Linked DNA regions of Mus musculus: region 1 is linked to region 2. Evidence: chromatin contacts called from public promoter capture Hi-C data. All regions are on one chromosome and are shown on one strand. Each heading gives the region's core, a stretch centred on a gene start, on an enhancer-like site or on the middle of the called end of the contact. The rest is flanking DNA. Distances are from core to core; before and after follow the strand shown. Region 1 overlaps Nfix (nuclear factor I/X). Region 2 holds the start of G430095P16Rik (RIKEN cDNA G430095P16 gene).

Region 1 (5,368 bases), core at 2,256-4,755, 43 kb before region 2:
AGCCTTGGGGATGCTGGGAGCACCTTGGAGCAGGAGCTCACCAGTGTATCTAAAAGATACCTCCTTCCTTCAGGGAGTCTGAACCTTCCACTCCTAGAGCTTGAAACCAGAGAGCCAAGTGGAAAAAGTCAGCACCCCCTTTCTCCTAGCCTGGCTCCCCCCCCCTGCCCGCCCGCCCTGTGCACTCAGACCCTCATGGCTGCATGTTTCTCGGGCCCTTTTAGTTTAGGCTGCTTCACTTATTTATTTTTGACAGGGTCTCACTATGTAGCTGTGGCTAGCCTAGAACTTGGTATATAGAACAAATTGGCCTTGAACTTGTTAGAGATCTGCCTGTCTCTGCATCTGACTGCTGGAATTAGAGATAGGACCAACCAGCCCTGGGCCACATTCTTGACCACTGCCAGTGTGGAGTTGAGGTGGATGGTGTGTGTGAGGAAGGAAACCACTTCCCAGCCAGCCTCCTGGCTGTACTGACCTGGCAGGTGGAAGGGGCAAGGGAAGGCACAAGGCTTTCTATCCCCAGCTAATGAGATCATTCGTCCAGAAATACGAGTGAATTCATAGTACACTGCGTGTTGCCAGGGCCGCTTCTGGCCAGGCCGAGACTGACCGAGCTGCAGCAAATACTCGGTACATGACTGAAGACATATTCTTTGTTAATCAAGGCCTAGACTTTAGACAGTAACTTTGAATGTTCAGGATTTCTTACCGGATTGGCTAGAATTTCAGGGTACCCTTTTGGAGGAAATTCAGGCATTGGTAAGGCCAGGACCACTCACTCACTGGGCCTCATTGCCTGCTCCTCACTGGGTGGTTCTGGTGTGACAGAAAACATCCTCTGACTGCTATTGATTCTGTGGCCTTACCTTCTCCATTATCTTTCCCCAAAAAAATACCCAGCTGAGCCACAGTGTAAGAAATGGGGACCAGGGTTGGGTGTTAGAGAGATGGCTCTGTGGTTAAGAACACTTGCTCTTCCAGAGGACCTGAGTTTTGTGTGCCTGCAGGGCTTCACAACCCTCTATAACCCCAGTTCCAGAGTCTCTGACCCATTCTTCTGACCTCTGCAGGCACACAGTGCCCAGACATATAGGTAGGCAGGACACTCAGACACATAAAAACCAAGCAAATTTTTAAAAATAGAAGCTGGGTTGAAGAGTTGGGTGCGGCCAAGTGGATGGTGCCAGATTTTATGATCCTGCTCGAGATGGCAAGAGCCGTGAGGATCTGACTTTGCATCTAGGTACGACTGTCACCCAGACCCTCACTGGCCCCTGTGCCCCAGAAGATTCAAGAGATTGCACAATGTGAGGACAGATACGGGTGACTTCTAGAATTGTTCTAAGAGGCTGCCACAAAGCCACCTATCTGCTGTGAAGGACGGTCACCATGCACCTGCTCGTCCGTCTGCATTCAGCAGGGGAAGCTGAGGCAGGACTGAAGCGAGAAACCCTGTCCAGGAGATGCGAAGGCCTATTTCCTTGGGACGACTTTTCATCCAGAAAGGGGGTCCCAGAGCAGGCAGTGTGGCAGCAGGAGTGGGGGCGGGAGGGCTCTGCATCGTGGAGAGGTGTGGCCAAGTAGGCCTGGCAGCCATGCCAACAGTCCCGGAGGTCAACCCTCACAGACCAAACCAAACCTTGGTTTCAGTCCTAGCAAAGAAAATGAAATTCAGAACTATCAAAATTCTTCCCCTCTTGGTAGGCGCGCGCCTCCTATACCCATCACAGGACCTAGAGTCCTTGACTCGGATTAGGCTCAAATCATACATGTCCCCATTGCCCACTAGGACAGGGTATCACAGCCTGTCCTCATCTGAGATTTCAAAAAGTCAGTTTTGTATGTGTGTTTTGTTTTTGGTTTTTTGTTTTTGTTATTTTGTGGTTTTTTTGTTTGTTTTTTTGTTTGCTTGTTTCTGTTTTGTTTTGTTTGTTTGTTTTGAGACAGGGTCTCACTGTGTATCTCTGGCTGTCCTGGAACGCTCACTATGGAATCAGGTTGGCCTTGAACTCAGAGATCCCCCTGCCTCTGCCTCCCTGGTGCTAGGATTAAAGGACTGCTCCACTGCACACAGCTCAGCAGTCTTTTGTGTCATGGTACCTCCATTCCCCAGCTATCAACATATGCTTTTGTTTATAATTCATCTAAGTGAGAACCCAAATAAGATTGTTCCTGCATGACCACGGCCGCCCCCCCCCCCAACACCCTGCCTGGTACTGGTGGGTGCTTCATGTCACCGTTGCCCTCCTCCTGATCTTCACGACTGTTCTGGGGGCCATTCCACCCATGTGGGACCACTGCATACTGGACTCTGTGGTCCAGTGTGCTACCAGGCCCTGGGGCGGGCAGGCTCAGCCATATTTGTCATAGGGAATGAGATAGTAACTCGGGCTTCGCCTTGCGAAGTTCTTTTAAGTATGAGATGTTACAGTTTGATTCTGCTGCTCCCAGGAGTTGAGCTTAGCATTCACACTAGCCTTGAGGCTCGAGTGAGAGTGAGCAAGGATGCCTCCACCAGCAGTGGCTATGGCTTGTTCCTGCTTCACGCTCTAAAACTGTTGTGAGTTCCCAACCCTTCTGGTGAGCCTGGTGCACGTGGGAAAGACCAGCACAGCCTGGCTCCCTTTTGAGATCCACCCTGAGCACTGGCCCTTCCTTACCTACTTGTCTGGGTCTTAAGGCATCGCCATCTGGTATCAGGGTTGGCAGAGACCGTGGGGTCCGGGAACGCAGTTAGTGACATTAGCAAGTTCTCTGGGTTATTTTGTGATGCAACGTCGAGTCCCCTTGAGACGTTTCTATAGGCAGGCAGTGCCACCATTGCTTTGGTGGTTAAGTCTTATTTCCTCTGTCTCACAGGCTTGAGTCAGCTTATACCTAGGCCATCCTTGGATGGCAGCTGCCACAGTGACCACTGTTAGGGTTTACTGAGCCCGACCCAACATGCCTCTCTGCCTCCTTCACCTGTTGTCCTGGGGTTGTCCAGGTAGAAGCAGGGTGATCTCACTGTGTCGGCTTCCCTCCTTCCCACCCTCCTCCTCAGTGGCCTCCTCAGTGTCCACAGCCCTGCCAGAGTCCTAGGGCACTTGCCATCTTCAGGGCCTTCTGCTACGTAATACTCAAATCTCAGAGCAAAACAACAGTGCCTGGCTCCTGTGCACGGTTCTTAGGAACTGCAACAGGATAGCAGAGGCCCTCAACAAGTACAGGGCCTGCAGCCCTGACTGTGGACAGACTACTCTGACCCCTCTTCAGGCTTGGGCTTATTTATGGAGCCCTTGACCACCTGCTTCTGTCCCCTTTGTCCACAGTGTTGTCTGCCCAGCCAGTCAGGAAGCTTACTGCATGCGGGTCCCAGGGGTCCTGGTAGTGCGCTCTCTATGCGGACTAGACTAGAGCTGTAACACGAGGGAGAAAACGAAACAGCTTTGTCTGAGCTTGTGCTTACAGACGTCAGACCATGAGTGAGCCAAAGCCCGCTGGATGGTCCAGTCTGAATTATGGGTACAGTGACCAGCTGTACTCTGTCATCAGCCCAGAGGAAACAGGCTGTTCTGCAGCAGGAGCGTTGGGGGCTAGCCACCAGAAGGACTTCCCGAGGAATTGTTTTACTTTTTGGCTGTGCCAAAGAGAGTGGAAGAATGTCCTTTATGAGGAGCACACTTAGCCTATGGTCGCAGAGCTCTGGGAAGTAGGAAATCCTTTCTGAGCTTAGCAGGCAGGAGCCAGGTGATAGCTTCTAGAAAGTTCCATCTAGTATACCCGGTAGGCATGAACCTGAGGTAATCCTTGCTGGTGAGAGGCAAGGCCTTCAGGGCTTCCTTGGGGGCAGCTCAGTTCATGGAGGCCATGAAGGGAAGTCAGGCTCCTTTTTGCAGAGATGGGGCACAGACAGGCAGTGAGACCCATGCCAGGTTCTCTCTCCACGCCAGTGTCCGGTGGCAGTGAGTGTCCCCACTTTTTTGCCTGGAGAAGGTAGCTGCCTCCCAGCCCTTTCTGCCTTCCTCTCGAAGGAGCTGCCACGCTTAGGTTATTTTATCCTTCACTGTCCGATTGATTCAGAAGCCTTTTCAAAGGCTCCAGCCGTGTCAGCGTGTCAGCGCAGGGCTTGCACAAAAGGCCTCTTTGATTTCTTGTTTGTTTTCATTTGCCTGCGGAGGGGGAGGGGGCCCCCAGAGAAAGAGCTCCTGGGTTTCAAAATTTTTATTTGGGTTGTTTCATTCTGGGAGCTGGCTCCCTGGGACTTCTGTCTCAGTTAGGGAGGGACCAGTGGCTGGGCAGAGGGTGCCCGTGGCCCCCGGAGCAGGTGTAGGGCTCAGGGCACTCATCCCACAGTGGACCGCTGAGAGGCTCTTCTCAGCAACTAGGCCCACAGATGGGGAATCCAGCTCACGTTGAAGCCTGTGTCTGGAGTCATGAAAGGTCCCAAGTGCCTGACGGTAAATGACTTGTCCCTGTTCCTTGTGTCCCCTGAGGACTGGAGTGGCACCCAATTCCATCATTTTCTTCCTGGTTCTCTGGACTGAGAGCATGAAACCTCTATAATACGAACTTCTCGCTAAAGGGTGTTTGGTGTCTTTGAAAACAGACAGAGCCTTTCCTGCCCCAGGCAGGAATGGAGGGAGGGATGCAGGTCTCCTTAGTGACTGCTCATCTTTCTGGGTGAGAATGGAATCTAGAGAGCAGGCATGCCACTTGTATAGGGCTGAGGGCAGAATGGCCCCCGCGGAGGCCCCTATTAGCAGAGTTGAGGCTGGAACTAAATGGAGGATCACCCTGGTTCACAGATGCCGACGACAAGGGACATTTAGGCCAGCCCTTGCCAAGGGCATGCCTGAAACCGTTGTGCATGGACCCCAGCACAACCAGGAAGAATGGTGGTGCATACTGTCAGGCCCTGGGGGGGAGTGGTGGAGACTCAGGCTTGGGCAGGTGGTCACAGTCATCAGCAACAGGGACGTGTGCCCACTGGGTGAGGGGGGGGGCTGCGTAGGGCCTGCTTGGCAGACGGGAGGAGGAGGCTGGGGGGCTGAGAGATAGATAAATATAGCTGATGGCATTTCTGATGGTAGGTTTTTCTTGGCACTGAGGGCACCATGGAAAACTGCACGACAAACGCCCGGCCCTACAGGCCGCCGTCGCCATTTTAAGCATATTTGAGCCGAAGGGTTGTTGGCATTAGAACAGGGTCCCAGAAGGCAGAGGGGCTGGGGTAGGGTGGTTTGGCTGCATCAGGCTGTCCCCTTTTCTCTCTAAGCGTGCCTGGGTCTCTGACTTTATCTCTATAGATACTTAATACCTGGTTTTCTGTCCCCTCTGGTGATGTGAAAAACACATATGTTTGCAGGTTGCCCTTTGCATTACC
Region 2 (5,441 bases), core at 1,680-4,179:
TGCTGGGATTACAGGGTGCATCCGGCCAGCCTATTGGATGACTATAAATGTCCTTAGACATTGCCGGGTGCCCTCCCTCGGGGAGACAGATTTGAAGTAGACTAACCCTAGCCCTGGGGCCCAGCTTTACAGAGAAGCTTAGAACTGAGGGTGTGGAAGAGCAGAACTGTCTTGGGAAACTAGCAAAGAACAGAGATTCTGTCGAGCCCAGAGGAAGCAGCCTAGACCTTCCCAGTCCTCACTGAGCTGGCTTCCTGCTGAGTCCAGCCAAGGGCTGCTCCAGGACAGGCTGGTCAGATAGGCAGCCTAGAAGCCCAGAGGGACAGATTTATACACACCAAAAGCTGTGAATGTCCTTGAGGCATTGGGACCTGAAAGTGCAGACCTGCCATCGTACGTACAGTGGATACAGAACTTGCCCAGTGTAGATGGAGCTGGGGACACTCTGGATAGGGCTGGGGACCGGCCTTCATGGTTTGAACCAGGTGTCTGGTAGAGAACGGGCTGAGAGAGCTGGTGCAGCCTCTGGCTTTGGCTCTGCTTCCCGTGCAACGACAAGCAAAGCTGACCTCCTGGTCTTAGGCAGAGGGAGTGGACTTGCCACCCTCTCGAGCACCAATGGGGACTGCTCTGTGGAAAGGCACCCCCAGCATGACCTGGAGGTCCCTCACAGGATCTCCCTGTGGCAGACAGGGTCTGGGCCAGTGTGACCTACACACACCCCTAGGGGAATCTCTGGAGGTGGGTAGAGAGGGAGCTGAGAAGTTTGAAGATTGCTGTGTGCCAGGTCCCAGCCAGACTCGCCCTTGGGCAGGTGACATCTGCAAGGACTGCTGCTAGGGTACCTTGAGGACCCGCTGACTGCCTGTGACTCCATGTTCCCAAGAGCCCCCTTGCCAGGCTTCTGCAGTCTGCCCTCTGTCTGCTCTACCGCCTGCCCATTTCTGCTGCTTCTGGTAGTTCTGCCATGCACTGCGCCCCCAGAATCCCTTATACCCCAACTTGTCGTCGTTTCCCTGGGCTGCGACAAATCGCCAATTAAGCAGCCCAGCTGCAGGATGGGAACAGCTGGGTAGGCACTGTGCAGCAGCAGGGACAGCTGTGCACAGCTGGTGGGGCACTCCCCCCTCCTCATCATGCCAGCTATCAGGTGGTACACAGCTGCCGCCAGATAACACCTCTGCTGGTCGCTGGGAGCTCGCCCTCCCCCCTCCCCCCAATTCTCTCTGTGGTTGAAACTCTGAGTTTCTGTTCTGCAGCCCCCTTTCCCATCAAAAACAAATAGATTTATCCCTCAAAGATCGAAGCTCAAAGTCTGCCTCACCTCCACCTTTGCCTGGTCAGTCTGGGCATGGCCTTGAAGCTAAGTCCAGGATAAGAGATACCGAAAGAGTGTGCTCCTGGGAGCTGTTTGACAGCCTGTCACCTGGAACTGTGCATACTGGACAGAGATGGTGTTGGCTTGCAATCTCTTGACTGTCAAAGGCAAAGCCCAGATGGGGGTCTTTTTGTACCCGTCTCTGGCTAATACCGCCCTTGCCTTTGGCAACAGGGCAGAGAAGAGCCCCACTCTCTGAGCCCTATGGCCAGGGCAGTCCTTGCCTCTAGTTGTTCCCAGGGTGCTCCCAGCTCTGGCTCCTGCCTTTGTTCTCCTTTTGCTGCTTTGGAGGGCTTCTAACCATGCTTTCCCTTTTCCTTTTCTCCAGAAAGAGAGTGCTGGTTTCTTCAGGCCAGGGTGTCTTGTCACAGCCCCCAGCCTGTGCGTCCCACCCTTGGCGCTCTGGCTCCTTTCATGGCTCTCCAGCAGGCATCTGTGGGCTCCTCGTGCATCCCTTCCTAGATGCCAGCCTTGTACCCATTTTAATTCCTTTATCGACCGTCAGGAGCAGGATGCTTTCCTCTGCCAGCCACCCTTGCCCAGCATATCCTCCCACATGTTACCAGGGGCCTCATTTTCCTCTCTGCAGAAGCAACTGTAGCCAGATTGCACCCCTGAGGTCAGGCCCCAGGAGGAGCAGAGCAGGGCCCGAGGTGGAGGAAGGGCTGCTGGGTGCTGAGAAGAGAAGGAGCGGGCTGCTTAGCTGGCTTCCTACCCCAGCCAGCTAAACCTGCGTGTTGCTGCTTCCTCCCCCCAGGCCCTGCTTCTCTAAAGAAGTCAGGAAAGCTGGACTTCTGCAGCGCCCTCTCCTCTCAGGGCAGTTCCCCACGCATGGCTTTCACCCACCACCCGCTGCCTGTGCTTGCTGGAGTCAGACCAGGTGAGAGATGGGGGCGGGGCTTAAGGGGACACTGCGGGAGGCAGCCACAGCAAGGGGCAGCTGGCCAGGAGCAACAGGGGGCCAGGGATCAATCTAAGTTATAGATCTGGGCTCCCCAAGTGGGTCGTGGCACAGCAGTGGGGTGGCATGGGATGGGCAGTGTAACTCTGAGAACCAGGCTGCCCACTCGGTTCCTAGAATCCCTCCCACATGCTAACTCTGGCTGTGTTAAGTCTGTGTTGGGTGCATGGTCTGCACATGCTCACTGGGAGCTGCATGCAGCCTCCCCCTCCCCCACCAGCAAGTAGTTGAGCCAAGTTGCTCTCCTGTGGATTAGAAAGAGTACTGCTCAGCAGTCCAGGTTCCTGGTGTCTGTCCTAGAGCAAACCGGCACCAAATCTGGGCCTCCCTGCTTTTCCCAGAAGTGAAGGGCTGGGCCAGAAGGACAAGGCTCACCATGAAAAGGACTGTCTTGCTGCTCTGAGGGCATCTTCAGGCCCTGAGAAGATGCTGGATCTTCCTGAGGGTGGGGCCAGGCAGGATACCCGGGAACCTGGCCCTCCTGCACGTGCTGCTTCCGCCTCAGCACCCATCTGGCAGCAAAGGCCTGGCTTTTGTTTGCACATGGCCCTGTATCTGCCATGCCTCTCTTCTCTTCTGTAGGACGCGACAGGGAGGTTTACCTCCCGGCTTCCTCCTTGGGGCCTCCTGGCTTAGAGCCCAGAGGCAGCCAGCACTGGGGCAGGGTGTGGTGGCCACAAGGTGGGGGCAGGGAGCCCAGGCCTTGTGCAGGCGGCAGGAGGGAGGCAGGCTCCACCCTGCTGCGCTCCATTTTTATGAACTCCAGAGAGAAGCCAAGTTTCCTCAGCCCCCTAATGAAACTGAGAGCAAGAGTGAGCTGATTGGAAACAGACAGGAAGGGGGAGAACTTGAGGAAGAGCTGAGGCCTGTACAGGGGTAGGAACTGTGAGTTCACAGCGGCAGGGCCAACACATGAGGGGGGCCTAAGCATCCACTTACACATTTGGAGTTGTGTGTGTGCCGGGTGCCGATCCTGCACAGGCAGGGTCTGCTTGTCCAGAGACCACGGGGCTGTGGTAATCTGGTGTCGGTCCTTTCAGGCAGGCTCACACCTAGGACGGGGCAAGTGAGGTGTTTGCCAAGGGTAAAAGAAGGAAAATGTCAAGGATACTAAAAAAACTCAACCGGCAATAAGTAACATATTAGTGTGTTGTTTCTAAACAGTAAAAACAGTTGCAAAGCATAGGGTGAGTCTAACACCTGAAATCCCAGCACACAGGAGGCTGAGGCAGGAGGATCAAGAATTGGAGGCCCTATGACTGTCTCAAAAACCAAACAAGAGCAAAACCTTATGAGAAGCAAGTAACATTGTAACAGTTTGCTGGGACTGAGGCGTGGTGGCAGAAAGCACACCCCAGTACTGCAAAGACAAAAGAAAATCAACCATCCGAAAACAAACAACAAGAAAGTGCCCAGCACGTGCCTGCGAGGGTCCAGAATTTAAGGTCATCAAGTTCAGCCCCGGCTACAAGATAGCAACAAACCAACCAGAAAAGCAACATCCTAACAATTTTAAATAGGCCAACCCAACCCTGCGCTGGTAGCTGGCTGTTCACCTGCCTCAGCTAACCCCCACGCCAGCTCCCGGCAAACAGTATTTATAAAAGCAAGCAGCTGGCCCTCAGGTACTAGCCTGCCAGTTTATTTTATTTTATTGCATTGATTTTTTTTTTAACTTAGATGACTGAGGCGTTTTGTGCCTGACACAGTGCTTCTGCCCCATCCTGCCTCTTCCTCAGGACCCTCAGCCCTTTTGCCAGCCGTTGTGTCTTGCTTTTCCACGTGGCTGTTCTCACACCCTTTCTCTCCCCTGCCTGTGTGCACACAGGGAGCCCCCGGGCCACGGCATCAGCGCTGCACTTCCCTTCCACGTCCATCATCCAGCAGTCGAGCCCGTATTTCACACACCCAACCATCCGCTACCACCACCACCATGGGCAGGACTCGCTGAAGGAGTTTGTGCAGTTTGTGTGCTCTGACGGCTCGGGTCAGGCCACCGGACAGGTGAGTCCAGAGGGCGCAGGAGGCCCTGTAGCCTCATCTCTTTGTCTGTGTGTCTGTCTCTCTGTCTGTCTGTCCATCTGTCCGTCTAAGGGCTCACAAGGATAGGGCCAAGAATCTGGAACATACATGGAGTTGAAGCAGCAGAGAGCCCATAGAATCTACCTTGTGGTCAGTTTTACTGGACTTGGGGCCAAGGTCTGAGGATTGTGCTAGGGCCTGTTGGTTAGGGTTGGAGAGTTGGGGCAGCTGTCCAACCCTCCCTTTGGGGCTTCTTGCCCTTCCTGTTGACCTGTGGTTCCCAGCAGGAATGAGCCTATAATTTGTCCAGTCTAGGCCTTGGACCACCACCTCTTCCTAAAATTTAGAGGGTCAAGAATTTGACAGATTCTGGACTGAATTTGACTGGCTCATCACTGTTGATGTTTGGACTGTAAATTCTTCCTAGTGTGAGGCTGCCCTGGACTCTGTGGGAGGCATCCTGGGCCCCCACCTGACAGATGCCAGGAGTGCCTCCTCCCCCCCCCCCCAGTTATGGCCATCAGAGCTGTCTCTGGCTTTCAGTAGGCCTCACGAGAAGGTAAAGATAGACTCCTATGTCAGGACTCTTAACAAAGGGCTTCCACACTGTCATGATGTAGAAAGTCCTTCTGATCCATAATTCTGTGCGACAGCGAGGCTCTGTGTGGATCCCTTCTCTGTTAGCCAGCTCCAGGGCCTGGTCCAAACTCAAGGTGTTCAGCAAAGGGATTATCCAGGAAGATCCTGGGCCAGAGATGCTGGCAGGACATGTTCAGTCTCTAGGGGTCACTTGAGATGAGACGTGATGGTTCAGACTTCTGTGGAGTTCTACAGTCCCGCAGCATGCAAACTCCCCAGCTCCTCTCTCAGCTGGTCCAGATGTCAGCAGGAAGATGCTCGAGGGGCTTGGGAAACAAGTTGGGAGAGGCATTCTGGAAGTCCACACCAGAGGCAGTCCGGGGGGGAGAGCAGTGGCCCTCTGTTGTCCAGCCAGGCTGCCTCGATGTGCTCCTGGAAGAATGGGTGTTTTCTGGTTCTGGGGTAGTTCTGGCTGGGCTAGGGTCTGCATCCTGGCTCTCT

What was found. Promoter capture Hi-C pulls out the DNA fragments that hold promoters and counts their contacts.
Region 1: a contact with region 2 is called in a promoter capture Hi-C map of neural stem cells. The contact joins the enhancer-like site here to the promoter of G430095P16Rik in region 2. A contact is called at or near these places in 20 of 39 promoter capture datasets (3T3-L1-derived adipocytes, the C10 cell line, the HPC-7 cell line and 11 more), 2 of 15 datasets of contacts at CTCF or cohesin (the NIH/3T3 cell line and embryonic stem cells), 20 of 484 Hi-C or Micro-C datasets (the AML12 cell line, the C2C12 cell line, the G1E-ER4 cell line and 15 more), 23 of 115 datasets of contacts at active chromatin or transcription factors (the HPC-7 cell line, the SCID.adh cell line, acute myeloid leukemia and 18 more) and 4 of 9 other capture datasets (adipose tissue, embryonic trunk, liver and 1 more).

The regions. Positions count from the first base shown.
Region 1 is chr8:84,764,673-84,770,040 of GRCm38.p6, reverse strand. All of the region lies in intron 2 of Nfix (nuclear factor I/X), which reads left to right. Among named protein-coding and RNA genes, the nearest start is that of Nfix, 33 kb to the left of the region's middle. Within about 2 kb of position 3,505, at least 38 of the 459 cell types and tissues checked have an H3K27ac peak or open chromatin away from gene starts, as enhancers often do. A contact at or near this core is called in cerebral cortex, cortical glia, cortical neurons and 5 more, where this site is marked.
Region 2 is chr8:84,720,545-84,725,985 of GRCm38.p6, reverse strand. It overlaps G430095P16Rik (RIKEN cDNA G430095P16 gene), which reads right to left and starts at 2,929. Exons shown (of 2, transcript NR_169084.1): 1 at 2,715-2,929. Nfix (nuclear factor I/X) reads left to right here. Exons shown (of 11, transcript NM_001371053.1): 7 at 2,136-2,258; 8 at 4,168-4,343.